2 separate regions of the Canis lupus genome follow, and region 2 is linked to region 1. Evidence: chromatin contacts called from public Hi-C data. All regions are on one chromosome and are shown on one strand. The core of a region is the stretch at or near the end of the contact, and the rest is flanking DNA. Distances in the headings are between cores, read along the strand shown. Region 1 holds the start of DPYSL5 (dihydropyrimidinase-related protein 5). Region 2 overlaps DPYSL5 (dihydropyrimidinase-related protein 5).

What was found. Hi-C and Micro-C count contacts between places; a contact is called where the count stands out from the background.
Region 2: a contact with region 1 is called in a Hi-C map of amygdala, with 5 times the contacts expected there. The contact joins the enhancer-like site here to the promoter of DPYSL5 in region 1. A contact is called at or near these places in 2 of 9 Hi-C or Micro-C datasets (amygdala and skin fibroblasts).

The regions. Positions count from the first base shown.
Region 1 is chr17:20,915,877-20,919,469 of UU_Cfam_GSD_1.0, reverse strand. It overlaps DPYSL5 (dihydropyrimidinase-related protein 5), which reads right to left and starts at 1,752. Exons shown (of 13, transcript XM_038561032.1): 1 at 1,603-1,752. It overlaps LOC119869731 (a long non-coding RNA gene), which reads left to right and starts at 1,968. Exons shown (of 4, transcript XR_005372248.1): 1 at 1,968-2,325.
Region 2 is chr17:20,983,482-20,987,345 of UU_Cfam_GSD_1.0, reverse strand. The region is part of intron 2 of DPYSL5 (dihydropyrimidinase-related protein 5); the gene reads right to left. Among named protein-coding and RNA genes, the nearest start is that of MAPRE3, 53 kb to the left of the region's middle. Within about 2 kb of position 2,060, at least 3 of the 20 cell types and tissues checked have an H3K27ac peak or open chromatin away from gene starts, as enhancers often do.

The DNA.
Region 1 (3,593 bases), core at 503-3,002:
CAAGATAAACCCCCAAAGACGAGGGCTTGCCCAGAGATTTCTACGGGAGCATTTTCTGCACCAGAAAACTGCACACTTGAGTTCGGGGGAGGGGGGGCCTAGTGCGGGATCCGGAGGATACCAGGGGCGGCTATTGTTCTCCAGGTCTCTCGGGCGGGAGACGTCCCCCATCCCGCCTCCCAGCCAGCATCTGCCACTGGACCAAGCCTTTCAGCCCCGAGAAGAAAAGGGTGTGCCTGCGGCGCTGCGGATTATCGCAAAACCTGAAGCGAGTCCCCACGGGCTGTGTCAGGCCGGGAGACAAAGCTCCTGGTGGGGACAGCTCAGCCCCGTCTCGGATCCGCCATCCTGGGTCTGTCGCCTGTCCAAGGGCCACGCCCAGCTGGCCACCTGGACCGCCAGGCTGCACGCCTGGAGCTTAGGGTCTTCAGGCCCGGGACTCGCCTCCCAGCCGCCCGCGCCTCCTCCCTCCCCCGGGAGACCTCCCTCCCCAGAGGGACCCTCCCCCTGCCCGCGCGGATCTCCTCCCCCCAGGCGTCTACCCTCCGCAAACCCCGGCGGTCTCCACCCTCCAGCATCTCTCCTCCCATCCCATCCTCATTCTTCATCAGCCCCAGACTCGCCCCGCCTCGCGCCACCTGCACCGCACTCCTTCCCTCCCTCTTCAGGCCCGCCCCCCGCCCCCTCTCTTTGCTCCTCAAACCCTGGTCTCCACTTGCCTCTCTCCCCGGACTCGGTCCACCTGTCCCCACCCAGCTTTCCCATCTCCCCATCTTTGCTCAGACTGAGGCCTGGCGTCCGCCTCTCTCCGTCCCAGCTTCTGTCTGGCTCCGGCTCTTGCCCCTCCCCGGCCTGGGGCGTCGATGTCGGTCGCCCGCCAAGACCGCTGCTGCGGGGAGAGCTCCCGCACTGGGCTCCAGCGAAGGCACCCGGCGAAGGCACCCGGCGAAGGCACCCAGCTCGGCGCTCGCTCTGGGCCGGGCAGCCACAGGCGGCCTTTGTGGTTCGGGCAGGTGCCTCGGAGGCAGCAGGCGAATTGTCCTTAGGCACCGCCGCGTTGGCCAGACGGGTGGAACGGGCCGTCGGGTCCGGTCCAGGCTGGGCAAATCCCAACCCGGAGGCGAAATGGACGCAGGGTGTGTGCACCGGTGGTAGCGGGGGGCCACGGGCAGCGACCATCCAGGGATTCGGGCAGGACGGGCCCGTAGCCAGAGAAGCCCCCGCCCAGGCTTCCAGCCATTCAGTGCACCTCGACGAGCGAGGCTGGGCGCCTACTGTGTGCTAAGAGTGAAAGCCCTTCAACCAAGCCGTCTTCTCACCCCAGTTCTTTGCAATCCCACGAGCACGCTCGAAACGCCTACTATGAGCAAGGCACTGCACGGAGCTCTGTGGGCGTACAAAGAGGGCCCGATCTCGACCCCAGTTTAGCCCCGATGGCCGCCCCAATCCCAAACCACACCTCCCGCCGCGTCCCCTGAGGCCGGGTCCCTGGGTGCACCCCTATCCCTGCCCTTTTGTGCGCCTCCCAGAGAAACGGAGGCCGTGAGAAGGATGTCCCAGCCCGGGGAAAATGAGCCCACCGCCCGCCCCGCCATCACGCACTCCTCCGGGATGCTGCGGCTGCGAGGGTCCGTCGGTCGGTCCGTCTCTCCTCGGTCTCGCCGCGGCGCGGGAGCTGCGGGTGCTCAGGGCGGCGGCGGCTGCACGCGCGCTCGCTCGATCGCCGCCTTGGAGCGCGCGGCGCTGGAGTCGGAAGCCGGGAGCTGGGGAGGGGACGTGGGTGGGGGCTGGAGGCGGCCTCGGCCAATCACCGACCCGACGCCTCCTCTCCAGCGCTCCCCACCTCGCGCTAGCAGGTTAGGGGGAGGCGGGCACAGGCGGCGCCCCGCATCTTCGCCGCCGCGCGCGGCCGCCGCCTTGGGACTACAACTCCCGACAGGCCCTGCTGCAGGGCCGGGGTCCGAGAGGGGAAGGAGAGTGAGGCCCGAGAACCCGCCGACCCCCCTCGCGCCCTCCTCCGCGTGCCTTTGGGTTTCCATGGTGACCCACGGCCCTTCACAAAGCCCCGGCGCTGAGACGCGCTGATGCACGAGTCCCCTGGGAGGGCTCTGGGGCGGGTCCCGAAGACACAGCACCTCCCCTCCCCCTGCACGACCCCACCCGAGGGGCTGAAACAATGCCCCGGCCGCCTCACCCGGTGGCTGCCGGGCCTGCCCTTTGCCGCCGGCTTCCCTCCCGGACCCAGTACGACGCCTTCGAAGCGGGCGCTCGGCGAGGTCGCACGCTGGAGCGGGCGGGGTGGACGTTAGAGAAAAATATCCTCACGTAGGTACAGTACACAGTGGACGGCCACTCAGGGCCAACCAAGTTCGCATCTGCCCCCGCCGGGGACTCGAACCCCGGGTTCATTCTCTGGGCTGCTCTGAGCTAGAGCTGCTCCATCCAGAGCTCTCAGGTCCAGCCACCTGTCCTGTTTCTGACACCTTCTTTCAGGACATAGTGAAGTGTTTGGAAATGTTTTATGACTCAATTTACACTCACCTTTTTTTCTTCACGTTTTAAACATAAATTAACTAAATCAACAAATCTAGAAAAGGAGAGGGAGGATTATCAGGCCTTAGTACCACCTCCCTAAACCCCTCTTAAGCCTTTACTGTAATCTTTTATGTAGTTGTAATAATAGCTTAGCTGTGATTTAGTAATTTGCTTCTTTTCACTTAATGTCACTTCAAAGCCGTTTCTATTGATTAAAATGCACCAATGAGTTCTCACCTCCAACCCCATCCAGAGTCCCTCCCGGGAACCCCAATGGGTTACTGCAGAAACCGTCTCCTCCCAGCTTGAGAGACGAGGTGAAGTTGAGGGAGTTCCCAGCCACCTTGCCTGCGCAGCCACAGCCAGAGAGGTAGTTCACACCTCTCTACAAGTTATTTTCAACCAAAATGGTGCTTTACTTCTCCGGAGGATGCCCCACTCCTCTTCTCAACAAAACCCACAGGGGCGGCATGGTGGCAGAGCCTGCAAAGTGAGGTGTCTACGGACCACTTTCACTGCCATCCTTTGCCAAGGGCTCAGGGCCTGGAGCAGGCCAGGCTGGCATTTGGGGAGTGCCCTGCTGGATTATTCACACTGAGTCTGCTTCTCCAAGGAGGAAGGTTTACTATTCAGCCCCCTGCCCCACACATCCTGAGTTTATGAAAGGAGCCCCCAGATGAACCTAGGGCCTACACCAAAGCATCCCTAATCCAGGGAGCCCAGGATGTGGCTGTGAAAACTTGGAGAGAGGGGCTTGTCCTCCCACTGCTTCAGTTTAGGGCACTGCCCTAGGGATTCACAGGCTGGCCAGGCTCTGCAGGGACCTAGGGATTTAGGCAAAATGGATTGAGCCTCAGGGAGGTGGAGTGAAGCCGCCCTCCTTACAGGCTGTCAATAGCTGGATCCCTTGGAAGCTGCACTTTTTGCCTCGGGGGAGGGAGTCCTCTAGTGGAGGAAACGTTTTTTGCAACATTTAATGGACCTCAAATTTGGACTCCCTCCTTTGCTCTTCCTGGACCTAACTTCCCTTGTAAGAGAAAGAGCAGCCTTGAGGTCAT
Region 2 (3,864 bases), core at 811-3,310, 68 kb before region 1:
AGCCAATGTGAATATAGAGACAACACAACCAAATGTTTGAGGTAACAAAATGTCTATTTATAATTATTTAGTTATCCAGATGTATTTAAATCCTAATATAAAATGTTAATTTGGATATATCATTTTGTTTTATTCACTCATATTTCATGAAACGATTTTATTCCAAGTTTTCATGTGCACCTTCCGCATGGGAGTTCTTTGTCTTCAGTTTTTCCAAGCACGTTGAGTTCATTTCCATTTATCTTGTTTGAGATCGAGTACTTTTTAGGTCCCTGTATGATTTATCAATGAAAAATTACCCTATTCACAATCTCCACAAGATACCACTTAAAAAGAAATCATTAAGAAGCCTCATTTGTGATAAAAAAAAAAAAAAGCATAGCTCCAGGAATAATTACTAAATCTTTTTTTTTTAATATTTTTTTAAATTTTTTTATTTATTTATGATAGTCACAGAGAGAGAAAGAGAGGCAGAGACACAGGCAGAGAGAAGCAGGCTCCATGCACCGGGAGCCCGACGTGGGAATCGATCCCGGGTTTCCAGGATCGCGCCCTGGGCCAAAGGCAGGCGCCAAACCGCTGCGCCACCCAGGGATCCCAATAATTACTAAATCTGTATTAAAGATTCACCTCGCCCATGCATACTTTTTTAACAACCAATTTGGTCGGCTGACCTGCACAAACTTCCAGAATGAGCATTGACCAAAGACTATTCCTGGCTAATGTTGTTCCCAAACAAAACTTCATCAAAACAGAATAATCAAGAGAGGGCTCTGCTACTTTCTGTATGCTCTGATAGAGGGTGACTCTTTTTTTTCCAATGAGTAGAAGTTTAGACAAAACCCATCCTTCTATTTGGGTCCTGACAGTAATTTGGATCAGCCTAAGTTTGAGTCCTCGTTCACCACCTCCCAGCTGGATAGCCTCAGCCACATTACTTAACGTCTCTGAGATTCTTTACCTATAATAGCTATTATAATAGTTACTTAACCTCTCTAAGCTTTACCTAAATTAGTTCCCTGGCTGGTTAGTTGGGAAAATCAAGTGAAATGTCTTTAATAAAGTGGACTGAGTGAAGTCTGTCCTTATGTGTGCATTTAATTATCCAGACTTTGGCTGTTTATCTCTGTTTTCTGTAGAGGAAGAAAACGGGACAGTGAAATTTTCTTAATGATTTCATGCTTCTCCAGTCACAGTCAAATCCTAAATCACAAATCAGAAACACTGCTGGGGGTTGGGGAACTGAAAAACGTTAATTTAGTGGTCAAAGAATTAAAATGAAAACTCTTGCAGCATGGATTTCCCACGCTGATGTTGGCTGGGCCATGTCGGGAGGGCAGGAGTCCGACTTCTTGCATGGCTTAAAGCCACCAACAGAGGGCGGTGGTTCTGCGGTACACAGCGAGGGAAATGGGATAGGGGGTGCAGGGAAATGAGAAGAGGAAGAGCAGCAGATTGTAGCTTTACTCGCTGGTTTCTATTTGTGATCTGGCTGGATGTGCCGGGCTGATTCATCCTTACAGCAGGTGGTTGTACTCTATTCTTCCCTGAAATGCATTTCTTGCCTTTACATGTAGACACAGGGGGTATCAGATATTGATATTTCATACACTAAATTGTTTATATTTTATACACTTGTTTTACTGGTTCTAGATTGTCTTCCTCTACATCCCACTCAGTAGGTCTCTAGCCTTGGATAGAAAAAGAGGGACCTGGAAACAGCTGGAAACAGGATAATCAGAGAGCTGATACTGTTCTTAAGATCTGTGGGTCCCAGAGCAAGAGGAGAAAAGGAGGTCCCTATGCTGAATCTCTAAGTGGTTAAAAGTTACAGATCAAGCTAACTGTCAAACAGAATACATTCTATCCTCCTACTACTCTAACAAATATATGGCCGAGAAGGCCAGGCCTGAATTTAGAGCTCTTGGAGTCTGCAGCTCTGAGCTACATTATATGGGATGTTAACCTTCAGCCTTTGCAGCTGCCCCCTGCCCACATCCCTGATCCTGGGTTCATCCTGCAGCCTGCAGGTCTAAGATCTGCTCACTCCCTGCAAAATGCTACCCTTGGACCCAGGCATGCACACACAGGTAGTCTGGTTCCCAGCAGAAGAGATTCAAGCTTGCATAGGACCTGGAAGTGCTCAGGACCATTTACTAAGAAAGTCCAGGGACCCTGAGTCTAGAAGAGGACAGTGGGCTCTGGGTAGACACGACCCCTCTTGCCTGAGCCTAAGGACAGTAACTGAAGAGTTCTGGTAGGTGTCACTGGATGGTGGTGCTGACTTTCTCACTTATTGGCTGGAATCCAGGGCCAACTGTGTGCTCACTCTACACCTCACCTCCTGGGGGCCCAGAGAAGATCTGGTAGCAATGGATGTGAGAGCACCTATAAGCTGGGAAGAGCCACATAAATATCTGGACTAATTATATCTGCTATTACCTCAGGCCTCAAAGCACAAGTTTAACAGGATCAGCAAAGATTCAGGAGCCCAGACCAAATGCTGGATGTACAAGTATGTACGAGCACTTGTTGCCTCTCAGGCAAGATATAAACAGAGCTGGCTTTTTTTTTTTTTTTTTTAAGATTTTATTTATTTATTCATGAGAAACACAAAGAGAGGCAGAGATAGAGGCAGAGTGAGAAGCAGGTTCCATGCGGGGAGCCCGGTGCGGGACTTGATCCCAGGATCTCGGGATCACTCCCCGAGCCAAAGGCAGATGCTCAACCGCTGAGCCATCCAGGCATCCCCAGAGCTGGCTTTTAAAATATATACAGTTCCAACCCACGGGATGAATGCCGACAAGCTCTGTCTTCCTTGGAGTGTGATATCACAGATGTGACAGACCTTTTTACTGTCATCCCACACAGAAACAGCCTTGTAGAAATCAACAGAGAGCATGACCCAATCCTGTTCCTGAGGCTTTCAAAAGGATTATGTTTACAAGTATGGGACTGCGTGACTGCTGAACGTTCCTGGTTTTATGCAAAAATGGTGTTGGTTAAGCAAGCTGTGGACAATGTTTAATGGAAGTCAACAGAAATGATGTTCATGGAGTCTAAGTCATAACATGGAAAAAGGGTGATACTATAATGAGCGAAAAAGGCAGGATTCAATATGTGTGCCCAAGATGCTGAGAAGTATGTTTAAACACACAGGCACCCACACAAGGAAAAACATGGGAGGAAATATACCAAAACATTAACAAGGACTGTTTTGAGTGATGAGAATCTGAGTTATTTAGTTTCTCTAGTTTTCCAAAATCTATTTAATAGACATTATTTATAATATCTATTTTAAACAGAAATTGAGAAAAAGCTAAAAATTATTTAAAATTTAGTTAACCACGTGGGGCGCCTGGGTGGCTTAGTTGGTTATGTGTCTGACTCTTGGTTTCAGCTCGGATCATGATCTCAGGGTCCTGGGGTCAAGCCCCATTGGGCTCCCCACTCAGTGGGGAGTCTGCTTGAGAGTGTCTCTCTCTCTCTCTCTGTCCTTCTGCCCCTCCTTGCAGCCCCCCACATGTTCTCTCTCTCAAAACAAATAATAAATCCTTAAAAAAATTTAGTTAACTATGCTTATGTGTTCAAAATACTTTCTTCTGAAAATTATGAAATATTTCAACCATACAGTAAAATTATAGAAAATACTACAACACATAGCATGAACTCACTAGTCAAACATAACAGATTTAACATTTTTCGCTGTTTTTTAAAAAAAAAACATTAAAAAAAAGGGGGGGGCACCTGGGTGGCTCAGTTGGTTGAGTGTCTGCTTTTGGCGTCCTGGGATGGAGCCCCACATCTGGCTCTCTGCTCAGTGGAGAGCCTGCTTCTCCCTCTCCCTCTGCCTGCTGCTCTGCC